3 separate regions of the Gossypium hirsutum genome follow, and regions 2 and 3 are each linked to region 1. Evidence: chromatin contacts called from public Hi-C data. All regions are on one chromosome and are shown on one strand. The core of a region is the stretch at or near the end of the contact, and the rest is flanking DNA. Distances in the headings are between cores, read along the strand shown.

Region 1 (4,322 bases), core at 1,604-4,103:
GTGGCGGTTGAAAAGGACTTCTTAGAAGTACTTTTGATAAGTGTAGAAAAATATTGTAAATAAGTTTTAGTGTTTTCCATTGTTGCTAAAAATTGTGAGTTAAGGTAAAAATGTCTTTTTTACACATTATAATTAAAAATTAGTTGAATTATATGATATTTAAATATAATTATACATGAAATATAAATTTTAAATACCTTTTAAGTAATTATAAATTATTTGCTAAATTAATGATAAATAAGATATTCTAAAAAGTTAAATATAAAATAATTTAATATAATGAATAAATTATATTTAAATAATTTAATATAATGATACATGAAATATTTAAACAATTTAATATAATGATACATAAATTAGAAACTAATCTAATTTTTATATACTTTTAAATAGATAATATAAATAACGGTATTTTGATAATTTTTGCTTCCAAACTAAAAAATCAAAAGTCAAAAGCACCTAAATATTAGGTTTTGCATTTGAGTGGAAAAATACTTTGTCACTACAGTGTTGACTAGGGGTGAGCGTTCGATCAAATCGAGTGAAAAAATTTTGAGTTAGTCGAGTTCACAAGTCTTATTTTATCATCCTAACTCAATTTGAATTCTTTTCAAATCGAGTCGAGTGAAATGAAATTCGAATCGAGTGAAATTATTCGAGTTAAATTTTAAAAATTAAACATGTCAAATAAAAATATTGTTACAGTATAACTAATTCATTGTTAGAGTACATAAATTTGAAACCATATAGATTTGAAAAATTTTCAAAGAAGAATATTAAAAAATAAGATAACTGAGTGTGACAAATTTGAATTATTAATTAGATCCCGAAATTATTATTTTAGAAAAAATTTAAAATTTTAACCCTTTTTTATATATGTTTAGAATTTTTTTTAAAATTTCATAATTTTTTAAAAAATATAAATGTTGAAATTTTTATAAATATTTTGAATTTTAAAAATTATTTTGAATTTTTGAAATTTAATTTAATTTTTTTGTAATTTTTATTGTGAGAGAGACCAATTTGCTTATTTTCAAAGTTGATAGAGACTAAAAGGGTATTTATACCAATTTGTTATTTAAATTATTTAAATTATTCGAGTTATTCGAATTGTGAAATTCAACTCCACTCAAACTGGAAACTGAATCGAGTTATTCGAGTTGACTCAAATAATTTGAATAACTCAATTCGTTTAACTCAAAATTTAATTTTTATTTTTATTTTTTCGAATCGAATTGAATTTTACTCACCCTTAATTTTGACCCAAAAACTAAACGTTTTTTTATTGATTTTGCGGTAAGAAAACACTTTAGATTTTCCAAAGGCAAAGTAGAACGAGCCGAACTCATAATTTGGGCCTGTTGAAACAACATTTTGTTGAGATTACAGATGAACATTTTTTTTGGTACAGAAATATTTTTTTAATTAATTGTAATAAATGCTAACAAAAAATTACACTTCAAATTAAATATTATAAATTATAAGTTTTGATTAAATTTCTCTAAATGTTTTTGTAAACTACACTATTAGACATTAAACTATGAGTAAGTTTTGTTTTGGTCAGTTGATTAAAAAAAGTTACAATTTGGTCACTAAATTATTCGAAAGTTTTTATTTAAGTCACTAGACTGTTAAAATCGATGCTATATGGCTTTCTCTGTTAGCACTGTCTATACCAATCAAAAGCTATCTTTCCCCTTCTCTTCTATAGTTTAATTTATTTTTCTTAAAATAGCTTTTGAATTCACAAATCTGTAAACCAAAATTCAAACAGTTTTTTTTCGATCTTTGACACTAATCATTAGATTGACTTAGATATAAAGTATGTTCCACTACTCATTGATGAGTACTATTCCACTGTACCGGCCGTTGAATTGTTGCTTGAAGCTCACTAGTAGAACTTTTTTTTAATTAATAGCTCAATGACTTAAATGATAACTTTCAAATAGTTTAGTGACTTAAAATGAAAATTTTTAAATAACAGTAGCCAAATTGTAAAACTTTTAATTAAATGACCAAAACAAAAAAATTATCTATAATTTAGTGACTAACAATATAAATTATGATTGCTTACGAATAATAAATTTCAGATACTAAAAGAAATAAAAATATCATTAAACACACTATTTTTTGTGGTCCAAACTCTGTTTTTTGACCTTTCTGATATTGCAACTTTTCACGTGTTTTTATTTTATTATGGATTAATATTTGTTGGTTTGTTTAGATTATTTATTTATCATTTTATTGATAGCCGAATAAAGACGAATGCTATGAGAAACCGAAAGAGCATCCAGAAATTGTGCAGATGCTAAAAGAGAAGGGACATAATAATATATGAATTGATGAGGAATGGAAGTGAGTGCATTTGCATTGTCACTTTGGAGATAAGTCAACGATATATATGATTCACGAGTTACCTTCCACCGTTATTAACTCACAGAGACTGACTCAGTGACTGACAGCTCCCATGATGTACCCTTTATAAACAAAGGCACAAAATAACTGAGTTCAGAGCCCCAACAAAGTTGGTTCATGTCATTAATACAGGTATAGAAGAAGAAATAAATATTTGATGATCATCATGTCAGAGAGTCAAATGAGGGGTCCGCTGACGGTCAAGCCTTTGACTATTGCATTAAAATCCATCGGTGCTGCTGGACCCTCGCCATTGATGCTGATATTACCTGCCAACTCTCTGTGCTTGGCTTTGTCTTTTTATTATGCAATATCTACAATACAATATCTCGCCATCACCATCTTTAACTAACATAAAAGATTGCTTCTCATACCTTACGTAACTGGGACAAGTCTTAGTGACTGTTGGAATTCGATAAGAAGGTTTGACCAATGATCTCTAACCACTGACCAAGTGACCAGCTCCACTTTGATTGCAATTTTTGGGTATTCAAGCAAGGGTTGGACTCGTACCGGTACCTTTCACATTAACTGGCAATTATGATGCTACCAACTTTACCCATCTTTTGCTTTTCATCCACCTCTATATTCTTCAACCATCATAAAAGTGCGTCTGCTTCTTATGATATCATATTCTTTTCTGTTCATTAATTTTATCTTATATATCTTTAGAATAATCATATATTACATGTAGATTTGATATAATTCAGCTTCTCTTTATTCATCTTGTTAACTTTGGTTTTTTTTTTCTAAGTTTAGTAAAGAGCAACTGTAATACATTAATTATTATTTTTAATCAGAGATGGAGCCATAACTTTTAAAACCATGGAAATGTTGGTTTAATAATTAATTCACTTGTAATCATTGGATTGCCGGTGCATCTTGTGGTGCATGGAAAATTATATGGCTCATCACAATTCATGAATTTATGTGTCAGGAATAAATCTGAGTTCAAAAATTTTAGAAAATATACCTTCAATAATTTGAGCATAGAATATTAATGTGTTTTGGTGCAGTGATCCAACCACAATCACAACGTTTTGCTCTGGCCTCTAAAGTATTCACCTAGAAGAAAATAATCGGAAAACTCTCATTGAACTTTTTAGAGAGTTTTGAAAAAAAAAATTCGGGTTTAACTTGAGAGAATGGATCAAGATTTGTCATTCAAATGTCTTTAAATAATAGTCAAATCTACGATAGATTTAAGGGATTAGAATAAAAATGTGATATCTTTTTCATAAAAGATATCAATTTACTTCAACCCTTAAAGTATATCATTGGTCGAAATTAAAATAAATCCCTTAATAATTATAGTAAAAATATACCCATTAAAATTATATGAAATCCATTTCATATTTATTTTAATTGGATCCTCTATGTATGTGCATTAAACATGCATACATATTATGTTTAATATTCAACTCTGTAAAATTAATTATAAGAATATTTCTGTAATTAATTTATCGAGTGTGATAGTTAAATATGATTCCAACTTTCTTTTTAAATCCAATCGTTTCAATCATAGGGTGTGTCCCTTTAGGATCATGGTAATGTTAGCAATGACATTAAAATAATTCCAATTTTACAAACAATGAGTTACATTTAGCAATGGATCAGTACTACCCAAATTACAAAAAGTCATTGTTCATCATAACCTTTCTATGATAATGTCATCGTATGGTATATCCTTTTGTGATATCCAATTTGAACACAAGTCATGGAACAACCACACTTATATGGTACAATCTTTTGTTTCTTAAATCTCTAGTAGCCTAAGATAAACAAATTAGTATGATGTCTCATATTAACTCATTTGAGAACGACCATGCATTTCTAGCCTCTCTTGATCAAGGGGCCTGAGATATCACTCCCATTATGTGGGAGAGAAAAATCCTATCTTGATCATT
Region 2 (3,962 bases), core at 132-2,631, 180 kb after region 1:
AAAGTGTAAATTTCCCAATATGAAGAAATTAGTTAGAAAGTATTAATGAAGTTTCATACGATCATAATAGTGAGTTACTATAAAGAAAAAAGAATTTTAAGACTACATTGAATGAAAATGAGAGTTTGAGGATTTAATCGTAAATTTCTCATTTTATTGAGAAAAGTCCCAATTGTGAATTTATGCATGGAATATTCACGGTTATGAATGAAGTATAAAGTATTTTAAATAGAATATAGTAAAATGATGAGAAAAAAGAGAGTAAAGTGCAAATTTACCACAATGTGGCAATTTGGTCATTCACCATAAAATCTATATTATAAATATTATATATGGATATATTAAATTATTTGAAATAAATAGGAGCCATTGGACGCGATCATTTAGACTAGAAATTTCAATGAAAAACAAAATCAAAATCAAGAAAACCTAGAATTTATAAAGTCGAGGGAGAGAAATCTTGAGCTTACAAAACTCGCAATAGTTAGTTCTCCGGCTGAGTTACTTTCTAGGTTTTCACCAGCTTGAAAATTGAATTCATTTTTCGATACGTGTTCTGGGTGTTTGTCATTGGTTGAGGGAGTTTTTATTGTGAATTTTAAGAAATTTTAAATTAAAAATATACATAATTATGTATTTTGAATTTTAGAATATTTTGGAATATATTTTTTTAAGTTTTTACAATTTTTTAAAGAAAGTTTGAATTATTTAAAAAAAATTATATTCTTTTTTACAATTTTCAAATAATGATATCTTAATTATAATGTGTCACAATTTTATAATATAAAAAATAACAATATTAAAAAATATCATAATAATAGATGGGAAAAAAACTAATTTAACATTAATAATCACATCGAAATCAAACACCTAAATTTTAAAATTACATAAAAGTTAAAATCGGGAAACCTATATCTATAAAAAAAATTTCAGTGAAAATTTTCATATGATATTATCATTACCCCTCCCTTAGGGAGGTGCCGTTCCGTTTAAAAAAAATTGAAATTATTGTTTTTATTATAAATTATCATATATATATTTTTATATTAAAAAGTTTAAAGTGATCTCATAGTTTCTTCCTAACTTATAAATAAAAGAATAATAATTTTCATCATACTTGAACTCATGTCTTTTTATATTAACAAAATGTTTACGTCAATCAAGTTAAGATTTAATCGATAACTTTTTTAATTTTAAGTAGTAGTTAAATTAAAATTTTAAATTTATTTATTTTAAATATTATATATTAATTATTTTTATACAATATATTAATTACATGAAAAAAATTGTTTAACGAAAAAAAAAGTAGAAATATAAGGAAGAATGAGAGAGAGAGAGAGAGAAGAAGTGGGGGCGGTAGTTATCAGCAACAGCAGTGGTCACGGGTTTCTCTTGACCGAGCACCCCACAAAACCTCAATTTGCATATCCCCCACCTATTCTTATTTATTAATTCCTTTCTCTTTCTATCTCTATTTCTTTCAATTCAAGCCCCCATATTGCCACCTCCCTACCAATTATTTTTTCTAAACTTACAATATTCTACGTACTTTTGATTTTCTTTTTATTTTATAACGAAAGGTTATTTATTTAATTAGTGAAATTCATTTATAACTAATAATTTAATTAAATGCATGTTACATTGATTTCGTAGTTCAAGTATGCTAATTAGTTATATATACAAGGGTTTTTTCTTTTGAAATTTTAATTATTTGTACTAGATTATTGCACATCTGTGATGGGAGATGTAATATATATAATCAAATGATAGTTAAGTTAAAGTTTTAAACATCATGTTATTTTAAGTTTAAATTTAACTATAATAATATTTATAAAATATAAAAAAATGCATTTGGATTAATATTTTTTACTTTATAAAAAAATAGACTTTAATTGTTTCTCAATTAAATTAGTGTTTAATTAACTCATGACACCAATTTTATATATGTATATATATGCATACAATATATTAAAATTATGTTACACCCATAATGTTTGTGGAAGAAAATAAATTATAAAAGGTAATATATATCACATTTTTGGTTTAAACATTGATATTATATTTTGAAATATATTATTTTGAAGATTTTACATGCATAAATATTCTTATAGTAATTATTTATTTTTAAAAAAAGATAATAATTATTTTTTAATTTATTTCATTCTAACTTGGTAAAAATAACTTAGTAGAAAACTTCATAGTAAAGATAAGAGATTTAAATAGTGTAATAAAGACAACCATCCATATATTGCGTTTGTATTCTATAATTATTAGGGTGTTCAAACAGTTAATTAAATTGAATTATTATTAATTAAGTTAACTAAAATTTTTAATTCTTTAATCGTTAATCGAATTTAATTTCGGTTAACCGAAATTTATATGTTTTGATATTTTTGGTTAAAACAAGTATAAAACATATCAAAAAATAAATTGATAATGTTCATTTGACCGAATTAATCGAATTAACTTAATTAAAACTACATATAATTTGTATTATTAATTGTTAAGTTCGGTTAATTACCCGATTTCGAACCGAAATAATCGATAACTAAACTTCCAACAAAATTATTAACAGATCTCCGACCAAATTAGATCAATTAACTAACTGAGTAACCGAATTAGATCAGTTTAATTGATTAGTTCAATTTTAACCAAAATTTAAACATCTAAATTATACAAAGATATTAATTACGATAATCCCAAATAATATATTCATCAGAGTTACGAAAGAAACGTTGAGAAAGAGAGATTAAAGTGAAGGAAGAATTTGAGGGTATTTTGATTAAGATATATAATTTTGCTGGGATGCAAAGGACTAGAACGTTGACCAAGAACATGAAGAAGTGAAGAGTCTTTAAATTTCTTTGCATTATTTGATTCCAATATTTTAATGATATGATGAGATCGTTGAGATTTCATTCTAAAAACGTATTTAATATGAATTTGGGGATTTGGTAGAGGAGGTTTGAATTATTCATCTACATGTTTTTGAGACATTTCCATATTTCATTTCCCATTATCCCTTCTAAATTATTATTGATGTACATTAATTTAAATGTTTGGTGTTCGAAAAGCTATATTAATTGAATTTGGATATAATTATTTGTAATTACATAAATATAATATATTTAGATAATTATTGTAATTAGTAATTTTTACTAAATTAAATGTAATTGAAGTATTTTAATTATACTTTTCAATTCTTAAAATTATTTAATTGTAGCTGTCTTTTTTACCATGTTTACTTATTAGGCTGCAAAATAGGATACTCATAGCCTCACATATTGCACAAAGTAACCAACATCAATGAGCCAATGCCTATTAGAAAACATACTTAGGTGTTGTTTCATAAATTAAATTTTAAATACGAAAAAAATTAAATGTTGAAATTTTATGTATTAAAAATTAAATACCAAATTTAAGTTGTAAAAATTGTTTGATGTATTTCTTAAAATTAAGTACATAATATAATTAGATAGTTTAATAAATGTATATTTTTTAAAATTTTAAATATAATGCATTTTAAAGGACAATGTTAAAAGAAATAAAAATAATTAAAAAATTATACATTAAGTGATGAGTAATTCCTTATCTATTTGTTATTTTTCTTACTTTTTTATTGAAAAATTCTACAATTTTTTATTATAAATTATTAAACGTGCTTATAAATTTAAATCATTGAAAATATTAATTTTCATTTAATTTGATTTTTTTCAATGAGTTATCAAACAATGTCTTAATCATGATAAAAATTTCCAAATTTTTTTTCATCATTCAATTTTATTATAAATTTTACTAGACTTGAAGATAAGTGTTAATTTTAGCTTATGTAATAAAATAAAAATTTCTGAGAATTATAAAATAAAAATTTCTGAGAATTTAGCGTCCAACTATTATATATTTATATTAATCATACATATCAAATTTGACATAAATTTTAAAAAATTACCTATTTATTTTAT
Region 3 (3,710 bases), core at 626-3,125, 210 kb after region 1:
TCCTTTAAAAATATAAACATGTAAAATATTAATAAAAACAATTATACGACATATAAATCAGTTTGTAAAAAAATAAGTTTAAAGGAACTAGTAGAAATTAAAACCTAAATCATAAGGGCTTAATTATAAAAACCAAAACTAAACTTAAGTATTAATTTAAATAAATTAAGATTTCAAATTAGAGATTAAATTTAAAAATGAAAAACACGTGGGACTTAAAAGTTAAAAGTAAAGTAAATCAAGTTAAAATTTAAATAAATCATGCAATAAATTAAAATGGAATTATAAAAAAAATATAATTAATTCTAAAATTAAATAGTAATATCTAAGCCGATTGAATTTTAGCTCGATTGACATGAATATTATTACTAATGTAAGAGCATGTGAAAAGCTAGGTACTATATAACAGATACAAGGATACCTTAGTCATAAAAAAATCATAATATTAGGGTGCTAATATGTCAATCATCAAGCACACCAGTTGTCGAAAAATTAAAGCCTTCACATAAAAAAATCCCTAAAGAGCATGCAGCTTGTAATATGATATAAATTAATATCATATTTAGTACTCAACAATTATATCTTTTATCAATTTGATATTTATTTTTTTTAGTTAAATTTGGCTCTAACCTTTAGAACAAAAGTCATATTTGATCACCAATTGTTCAAAAAGATCAGTTCAATTTCTATTATTAAAAATATAAATACTGACTAAAATGTTAAATTTTCAAACATGACAATCCACGTAGCAATCCACATGTGCTTCATACTAATTTTTGAAAAATTTCAATTTTCATTAAAAATTTATAATTTTTTAAAATTATTTGACAGTGTGACATATAAGATAAATAGTGTCATGTCAACATGAAGCACACGTGGATTAGCACGCAGGTTGTCAAGCCAAATCATTAAAAAAAATTAATGTTTTAGTTAATATTTTTATTAAAAAAAAGGTTAAAAGACTAAAATTAACTAAAATTAACTAAAAAAACTAAAATTATAAAATATATAAATGCTAAATTTGAAAGTATGCTTATTATATATATTAAATCATATCATATAGCTATGCTTTATAAATCTTAGAATCAAATAATAAAGATTAAAGAAGAAAATGAGACGATAAAAAAAATAATGGATCTCAGCCATGTAAATAAATATATAAAAATGAATTAGGGTGAGTTTGGATGCGCGATTTGGTGCGGTGCGGTGCGGTGGGTTTAGTTTACTTTTTGTCTCACGCTACAGTATCGCTACAGTATCTAATCTCACAGCCACAGCTGTTTTTACACTAACCGCAGGTAAACGCACCGCCTATCCAAATTCACCCTTAGTGTAGTGAAATTCATACTTATGATATATTTTAAAACGTAAATAATAGTTGAAAGGTTAAACTGATAAATCCAGTACATTGCGTATTATACTGATATAGTATGTGTGGCAAAGCATTGTTTTGAATCTCCAATTTAATTTTTATAAATGGGCTATAAACATAAACCAATTTAAATTTGAATTTATTTTACTTTAGTAGAAGGGGAATTAAAGAGAAAATAAGGGAAAGAGGAAGAAATGTCCAAGGGCACCGCCAATGGTTGTGGCCACCCTGTCTTCTTAGAGACATGTCATTTTCTCATCTTAAACACCTTTAAGAATACCTCCTCCTATGTAGGCCCTCAATCCTGTGTACATCTTCTTTTCTCTCAAACATAACCTTTTTCACAAATTACAATTTGGTTAGTCGGACAATCTTTAACCCTTTCTCTAGATCTTATCTTTGCCTACCACTCGCTGTTGCGCTCGATCATTCGTACAAAGCTCTCAGGGTATAAAGAGGGCTGCCCTGGCTGAGGCGAGGATATCGACGAGGAAGGAGGAGAACAGCTTATTATGAGTCGTAATATTATTCCTATAGTTTTGTTGGTTAATTAGTTTATGGCAATAGCAAGCATGAGCAACGATAATACCAGTAACGTTGACCTCGACTTCAACAACAGCAACAGCAGCAGCTCCAGCAAAGATGACCATGAACAAGATACGGTGATGCCTGGTTTTCGATTCCATCCTACCGAGGAAGAACTTGTAGAGTTCTACCTTCGCCGTAAGGTAGAGGGCAAGCGCTTCAATGTCGAACTCATTACTTTTCTTGATCTATATCGCTATGACCCTTGGGAACTTCCTGGTATATATAATATATATTTTCTCTGTATTAATCACTACCATACTTCCTACATACATTTATATATATATCGATCGAGCTACAACAATCAATCGCAGTGATTCTTGTTTTGTTTTTGGGTATTTTGATTTTCTGGGGCATCAGCCATGGCAGCAATTGGGGAGAAGGAATGGTTCTTCTACGTGCCTAGAGACAGAAAGTACAGAAACGGAGATCGACCGAATCGTGTCACGACTTCAGGCTACTGGAAGGCAACGGGAGCTGACCGCATGATTCGGGGAGAGAATTCTCGATCTATTGGCCTCAAGAAAACCCTAGTCTTCTACTCCGGGAAAGCCCCCAAAGGCATTCGAAGCAGTTGGATTATGAACGAGTATCGCTTGCCTCACCACGAAACTGAACGCTATCAAAAGGTACCCATCGTCCTTCACCATTGATATCTATATAAAAACCCTTTCGGCCCGGGGTCCTTCCTTCTCCCATTTTGCATGTGGTGCAGTCTCTAACCCTAATTTCTCATTTGGAAAGCAAAAGCTTTCAACTTTGTACTTCTCCTAAAAGTTAACGCTTTTCAACTTCAATTTTGAGTTCCAATGCTTCAATTTTAGTAAGCAGCTGGATATGCAAAAGCAGGAAATGAATAATAGCCAACATGCTAACATCGTAAACAACTTTAATCAGGCCTTGTTGTAATTAACTGATTTCTCAATTAAATATTTTTCTTTTTAATCTTAAAACTGTAAGGAACGTGCATGAACTAATTTAAATTCAATGACCCATACCGTGTACCGACCTCACATGTATTGAATACGAGTTCTAACTAAAAGGAATCCTCAGTGTCGGAACTGTTTCTCTTACCTTGAAATCTCTTTGTCCTTCATCAAATCCTTAATTTATTTCAGGCTGAAATATCGCTTTGCCGCGTGTACAAGAGAGCTGGAGTTGAAGATCACCCCTCACTCCCCCGTTGTCTTCCAACGAGGGCATTGACCTCATCGAGAGGAGTACTGCAGTCAGAAAAGAAATATTCGCAGGCCCAAGATGCAGCTCAACAAGCCATGGAAAGGTTTCAAGGGTTTGGAGGAGGACAATCACAACCACAAATGGAGATTGAAAAGATAAGTGAGACTGATGGGAGCAGTAGTAGTACTTCTGATGTTACAACAGCTCTTGGACTTTCCAAGCAGAATGTGTACCGTCCAACGGCCCTTATAAGAACAACACTTGGGTTACCATCTGGAATAATGGAAGAGGAGGGACTGTTCTTAAATCAGTCTAAGCAAGGCTGCACTTCTTTACTTCCCAATTCCACCGCTCTCTTTCAACTGGGCTCGTCTTCTGTTTCATCAAATGTTGTTGACGATCTTCACAGGCTAGTAAGCTACCAACAAGCTGCAATGAATCCGCTACAATACTACAACACTTACCAACAACAACAACAGCAACCCGAGTTTTCTACGTTGCCCCCTCAATCACAGGCTCAGCAGCTTTCACTCAACGTGCTACCCAGCTCACTTCCACTAACGACTTTCTCGGA

What was found. A called contact is a pair of places that touch in the nucleus more often than the background predicts.
Region 2: a Hi-C map of leaf shows a contact between it and region 1, with 1.5 times the contacts expected there. The contact joins two enhancer-like sites. A contact is called at or near these places in 3 of 34 Hi-C or Micro-C datasets (all in leaf).
Region 3: a Hi-C map of leaf shows a contact between it and region 1, with 2.4 times the contacts expected there. The contact joins the promoter of LOC107902049 here to the enhancer-like site in region 1. A contact is called at or near these places in 5 of 34 Hi-C or Micro-C datasets (callus and leaf).

The regions. Positions count from the first base shown.
Region 1 is chrD06:38,329,773-38,334,094 of Gossypium_hirsutum_v2.1, forward strand. No RefSeq gene overlaps it. Among protein-coding and RNA genes, the nearest start is that of LOC121218839, 45 kb to the right of the region's middle. Within about 2 kb of position 2,854, at least 2 of the 9 cell types and tissues checked have an H3K27ac peak or open chromatin away from gene starts, as enhancers often do. A contact at or near this core is called in leaf, where this site is marked.
Region 2 is chrD06:38,512,755-38,516,716 of Gossypium_hirsutum_v2.1, forward strand. No RefSeq gene overlaps it. Among protein-coding and RNA genes, the nearest start is that of LOC107902049, 26 kb to the right of the region's middle. Within about 2 kb of position 1,382, at least 1 of the 9 cell types and tissues checked has an H3K27ac peak or open chromatin away from gene starts, as enhancers often do. A contact at or near this core is called in leaf, where this site is marked.
Region 3 is chrD06:38,539,356-38,543,065 of Gossypium_hirsutum_v2.1, forward strand. It overlaps LOC107902049 (NAC domain-containing protein 2-like), which reads left to right and starts at 1,876. Exons shown (of 3, transcript NM_001326918.1): 1 at 1,876-2,176; 2 at 2,318-2,586; 3 at 3,076-3,710. The coding sequence starts at 1,930.